2 separate regions of the Columba livia genome follow, and region 2 is linked to region 1. Evidence: chromatin contacts called from public Hi-C data. All regions are on one chromosome and are shown on one strand. Each heading gives the region's core, a stretch centred on a gene start, on an enhancer-like site or on the middle of the called end of the contact. The rest is flanking DNA. Distances are from core to core; before and after follow the strand shown. Region 1 has its middle 2.8 kb from the start of SNRPA1. Region 2 holds the start of PCSK6 (proprotein convertase subtilisin/kexin type 6).

What was found. A called contact is a pair of places that touch in the nucleus more often than the background predicts.
Region 2: a Hi-C map of crop shows a contact between it and region 1, with 2.2 times the contacts expected there. The contact joins the promoter of PCSK6 here to the enhancer-like site in region 1. A contact is called at or near these places in 2 of 2 Hi-C or Micro-C datasets (crop and liver).

What each region holds. Positions count from the first base shown.
Region 1 is chr11:10,340,780-10,343,378 of bColLiv1.pat.W.v2, reverse strand. No RefSeq gene overlaps it. Among named protein-coding and RNA genes, the nearest start is that of SNRPA1, 2.8 kb to the right of the region's middle. Within about 2 kb of position 1,283, at least 1 of the 3 cell types and tissues checked has an H3K27ac peak away from gene starts, as active enhancers do.
Region 2 is chr11:10,378,429-10,381,027 of bColLiv1.pat.W.v2, reverse strand. It overlaps PCSK6 (proprotein convertase subtilisin/kexin type 6), which reads left to right and starts at 1,294. Exons shown (of 21, transcript XM_065076721.1): 1 at 1,294-1,547. The coding sequence starts at 1,326. LOC135580570 (a long non-coding RNA gene) reads right to left here. Exons shown (of 3, transcript XR_010475428.1): 1 at 1,626-2,599.

The DNA.
Region 1 (2,599 bases), core at 34-2,533:
ACAGATGAGCTTCATCTGCAAAAACCTCACTTTTATTCTCATAAATGCCTTTTACCTTCAGAGGAAACTTGTATTTTCAATACCCACCCCATGCCAGGCTACGCTGGTGTCTCTGGTGCACCCAGGGCTGTCTGGCCGGGGTTTGGGGCTGCATTTGGGCATGGCCGGGTGTATTCCCTGGTTGTGGAGGTAGTGCAGGATGTGGCAATGAATTTGCAGCCAGATGAGCTGGCAGGGGGGCTTGTACCCCTTTCCCACCCGCATTCAGAGCACCCTGCAGCCCCCAGCGCCCCTCCACAGTTCAGAGGCACTGGGAACGGCAGGGGAAGAAGAGCTGCTGATGTGTTGGGGAGCAGAGGGAGCTGTGGAGCCTTTTGTTTGTTGGTTTTGCAATGTTTAACCATGGGCCAGGTGCCCAGGGTAGTGCCTGGATATCTGGAACTGAGCTTTTTAAGTGTTAAAAAAAAAAAAAAGGAACAGAATGCTCCTGCAAAGGAAGATGCTTTTGCACTTTCGCAGAGCTGTGCTGCTGTGAGCTCATGTGTCTTACAGGTCTTCACATTTGTCATATGATAAATGAGAATTAATCAGGTCGTTTATCACACACCATGATTCCTTCTGTTGCTTTAGGATTCCCCTTTTGGTCTCGGGCCAAACTAGTGGTCAGAAGAGGGGTGAAATTCTCCTGGCTTCATTTCTGTTGCTGTGTCACACAGTCAAAACCCAGGAGTTGTGAATCAGGAGTCTGGAATCAGCTCTGCCTCACCACGGCCTGCCTCTAATCCCTGCTCACTGGTATATTTAGATGTACCGAAATGTTAAAAAAAAAAGAAATATGTTTACCCTTACATCCTTGGCATGACTTAAAATACACACTGGGCGAAGCAATGCAATTTAGGATGACCATCCCCCAGCAGTCCCAGCTTTATCCTGCTTTCTGCTGCCCTCCAGCCTGCCAGGGAAAGAAACTGATTCTACACATTGAGTTCATGTAACCACATCAGCTTCCAGTGTTTCCCAGGACACTAACTCCCTCAGAAATAATTCCTGGAAAGTAATAAAATTCAGATTATTTATCCAAGCTATTGCAATGCTCGCTTGGAGCTATTGAAGTCTCTCTGACACTGGTATGCTCAGAGGATCAGAGTGGCTGTATCTTCAAGAAAAATGCATATTTAAGCAATTTATTAAAGCAAATTTCTCTGTTGTCTCTTGGCACCAAAGACAAATCTACAATAGCTGTTTTCTGGAAAAATCTTCTTAGTGCAGCCTGACTCCTTGTTTGCTGTTTGGCTACGAGTTTGCATCCATGGCCATCTGCTGTTTTGTGGCAGGTGGAGAATACACATCTCAAAAATAATTCCTTTGACTTTCCATTACAAAGTGAGGGCTTTTAAGAGCTTGTGTACAGCATTTGAGACCAAGAGCCTGTCTGCTCTCAATTACAATTCTATCACGGCTGCAGAGCTGAGGCATACAGCTGTATTGCGCTAAGGGCGAAAGGTCCGTGTTTTATTTGGCCTTGTCAGAGGCAGGACCCGCTTTCCAGGAGGCTGAAGAGGATCTCCTTTCAACGAGTGCCTGAAATGACTGAAGACTCTGTTGTCTTTACTGCCGCATGATTCCTGAGTCACGTACAACAGATTCTTCATTTCTTCTTATGACAGCTCTCTCTCTTTCACTTGCTTTCTCCTAACTGCTTTTAAACAAATGCAGATGTTATAAAAACTTGAGTATGCTCTTTCATACACAGCTTTGGAGTGGGTGTTTGTTAAGCAGGGAGCACAGGAGCTGCCTGACCCCAGCTGACAGATCCGCAGTGATTGCTGGGCAGAGCAGAGCCAGATCTGACGCTGCAGTCCTGGGGAACCAGCCAGGCGGTACTCTCAGGGTGATGCTGCTCGATGCTCCCAAAGGAAAAGCATGAGCCATCTCTGCCAGATGCCAGATGTGGCTGCAGCATTTAACCTATTATCACATCCTCTGAGTTCACAGAAATGTCATGGCTCAGGGAAAACCATCCTTCCCTCGACAGCAGTGGATGCAGAAATCATTCTGCCTCATTTCGCTCAGCGGACCTTGAAGGCTGGGGAAGTATTTATATCCAGGGCTGCAGAAGCAGTGGCTTGGTGACATTCAGCAGGATTTGGGACCTGGGTGTGCTCAACCACTTCTCTTTGCCTGTCACCTTCAGTCCATGTCGCCCGCGCTGTGGTTCACCCTCCTGCAAAGCCCCACTGCCACAAACCAGACTCTGCCAGGGGCCAAGCAGCTTTATGCTGGAGTTGCCTGGCTGAACCATCTCAGCTCCCCCACAGGTCCCCCCAGCTCTTCCTCACAGTTCCCCAAATTCCTAAAGCAGGTAAGAGGGTGTGCAGTGACACCTGAAAAGTGCACTTTATCTGAATGTCATGCCGCAGCCTGCACCATGTTCCCAGCCCACCACAGCTTCTCTGGAACCAGGAACACATGTGGAAGTGGCAGAGCAACTGCCTCAAATGCTGCAGGTAGAAGGTGTTTATGGGCAGCCCTACGTCCAGGAGCAAAGGCTGAAGGAGAGAAAGCACCAAGAGCTGTAGTTGATCGGCTTTCTGGGCTG
Region 2 (2,599 bases), core at 45-2,544, 38 kb before region 1:
CCTCTTCCGGCGCTGGCAGGGAGGGCTGTGGAACAGAGCATCATTGACCCGTTCCTGAGCCCATCCTTTGTATGCGCCATCGCCTTCTCCCTAACAAAGCCTATTTTCTAATATCCCACGAGCTTTCTGCTGTCCTTTGAACGGTGTCTGTGGGAGGCAAAGACTCTCCAGCCCCTCCGCCTGTGCCCATGGCTCCCTGTGGTACCCCTTGTGCCCATTTGGTGCTACACAACCAGGGTCACCTGAGGAATCCTGCCCCAAAATTTGCTGCAGTTTGCCTGGGGTGCAGGAGGGATGCCCAGGGATACATGGCAGGTAATGCTGAGGGGTGCAGGGAAGATGCCAGGGGGATTTGGGAACCAGTGCTGGAGGGATACAGGGGGGAGGTGCAATGGGACATGCCTATAGGGGTGGTGCAGAGATGGGGGGTGGTGGATGCCTGGGGGGATGCAGGGAGAGGGGAGAATATGCAGGCGGGATGCCAAGGGCTCAGTGCTGGGGGATGCAGGGCAGTGATGGGGGGTTTCAGGTTGGCTGTCCCGGGGGGCCAAACTGGGAGGACACATGAGGAGCTGCCTGGGGGATGTGGGGGCACAAAGGAGGATGCTGGGGGGTGCAGGGGGAAACCCAGAGTGCAGTGCTGGGGAACGCAGGGGGATGCGGGGGGGGCTGTCCTGGGACATGCAGGGGGGTATCTGGGGAGCAGCAGCAGGACATGCAATGGGGTGCAGAGGAATGCAGGGGTGTACAGGGGGGTTTCTGGAAAGCAGCACAGCTGCATGCAGGGGGGTGCAGAGAAATGTAGGAGTGTACAGGGGGGTTTCTGGAAAGCAGCACAGCTGCATGCATGGGGGATGCAGGGGGTACAGGACATGTCCGGGTCACATGTAGGGGGCATGCAGGGGAATGGAGAGGGTTTGCCGGGGGGGCTGCACCGAGGCTCGCAGGGGGGATGCTGAGGTGTGAAGCGGGGTTTCCGCGGAGCGGGACCGGGACATGAAAGGGGATGCAGGGGGTTGTTTGGGGACACCCGGGGGGATGCAGGGGGTTATCCGGGAAGCAGTACCGCTTACACACGGGGGGTGCAGGAATGGCAGGCGGGATGCCCGGCGGCAGGCAGGGGGATGCAAGGGGGTGCTCAGAAACCGCCCCCCCTCCTCCGGGCGCCCGCTTTCCCGCCGCTGCCGCCCGGCCGGGCCCTCCCCGCTGCCTCCACCCTCCCCCCCCACCCCGCCCGGAGCATCCCCCCGCCCCCGCCGGGCTCCGGGGCCGCTTTAAAAGGCGCAGCTCCCCGCTCCGCCCAGCTCGGCACCGCGGAGCGCACCATGCCCGCCGCAGCCGGCCCCGGCCCGGGGAGCGTGGCCGCTCCGCCGTCCTCCCGCCTCTGCTTGCTGGTCCTGGCTCTGCCGCTGGCGCTGAGCGGGCGCGGAGCCGCGGCCGAGCCCTCCCGCACCGTCTACACCAACCACTGGGCCGTGCGGGTGCGGGGGGGCCCCGCCGAGGCTGCCCGCCTCGCCGCCGCCTACGGGTACATCAGCCTGGGGCAGGTAAGGGGAAGAGGGGAGCACCGGGGGGCGGGGAGATACCGGGGTACCGGGAGCGGAGGATGCAAAGGGGGCTCGTACCGGGAGCCTGAGGGGGTCCTGGGGTCGTGGAGCTGTCAGGGGTCCCGGGAGCGGAGAGGTGCGGGGGGGTCCCGGGACCCGTCGGGGCTCCCGGGAGCTGCAGAGGGATCTACCCCGGGCGTCTGCGGAGAGTCCCGGGAAGATGTCGGGGGTCCTGAGGGGCCGGAGCTGCCGGGGATCCCGACACCGGCAACCTGCGGGGGATCCCGCGAGTGGGGACCTGCCGAGGGTCTTGCATTGTCGGTCCTGGCTTCGGGAAACTGACGGGGGTCCCGCGGAGCTGCCGGGTCTGTCGGCACAGGGGTGGTGCCGGGGGTCCCAGGGAGATGGGCCCCTCCCGCCCCCCGGAGCGGCGGGATGAGGACGATGCAGCGATGCTGACGGAGCGATTTGGCACAGGGGGGCGGCCGGGCAGCCCCGTCTCCGTTCCCCTCACCTTGGCCGCCGCTCCTCGGGGTGTCCTCGCCCCGCACAACCCGTTCCCACACCGGCTGCGGGTTGCACAAGTTCCTCCCATCCCGGCGAGTTACATTTGTGGATTTAACAAACTTTGGACTCTCTGGCACCGGGTTTATCGGAGATGTTGAGAACACGAGGAACTTTTGCTTTCCATCCCCCGCAGAACACGGATGGCTTAAGGTGACTTTCATCACGGCAGCTTCTTTTTCCTGTCAATTTCTTCATTCTGTGTAAGCCCAGATGTGGGCTGGTGTCCTCAGAGCTTCCTCCGGAGTTTATTACCTTCTGCACTGCTCAGCGCTCTGCTGGCTGGGTGGCACTTCAGGTTGTCTTCCTGCCCAAGGTGTCTCCTGGACCATAAATTATATCCTCGCTTTATATTGCAACCCTGCTTTTAAGTATAATTAAAGTCACGAGGTGCCGCGTAAACAAATTTGGGGGGGCGAAGGCTGAATCTGGAACGGTGTTTCCTGCACCAGTGTCTATGGGGGACAACCCTGCATGTCCTACCCTCC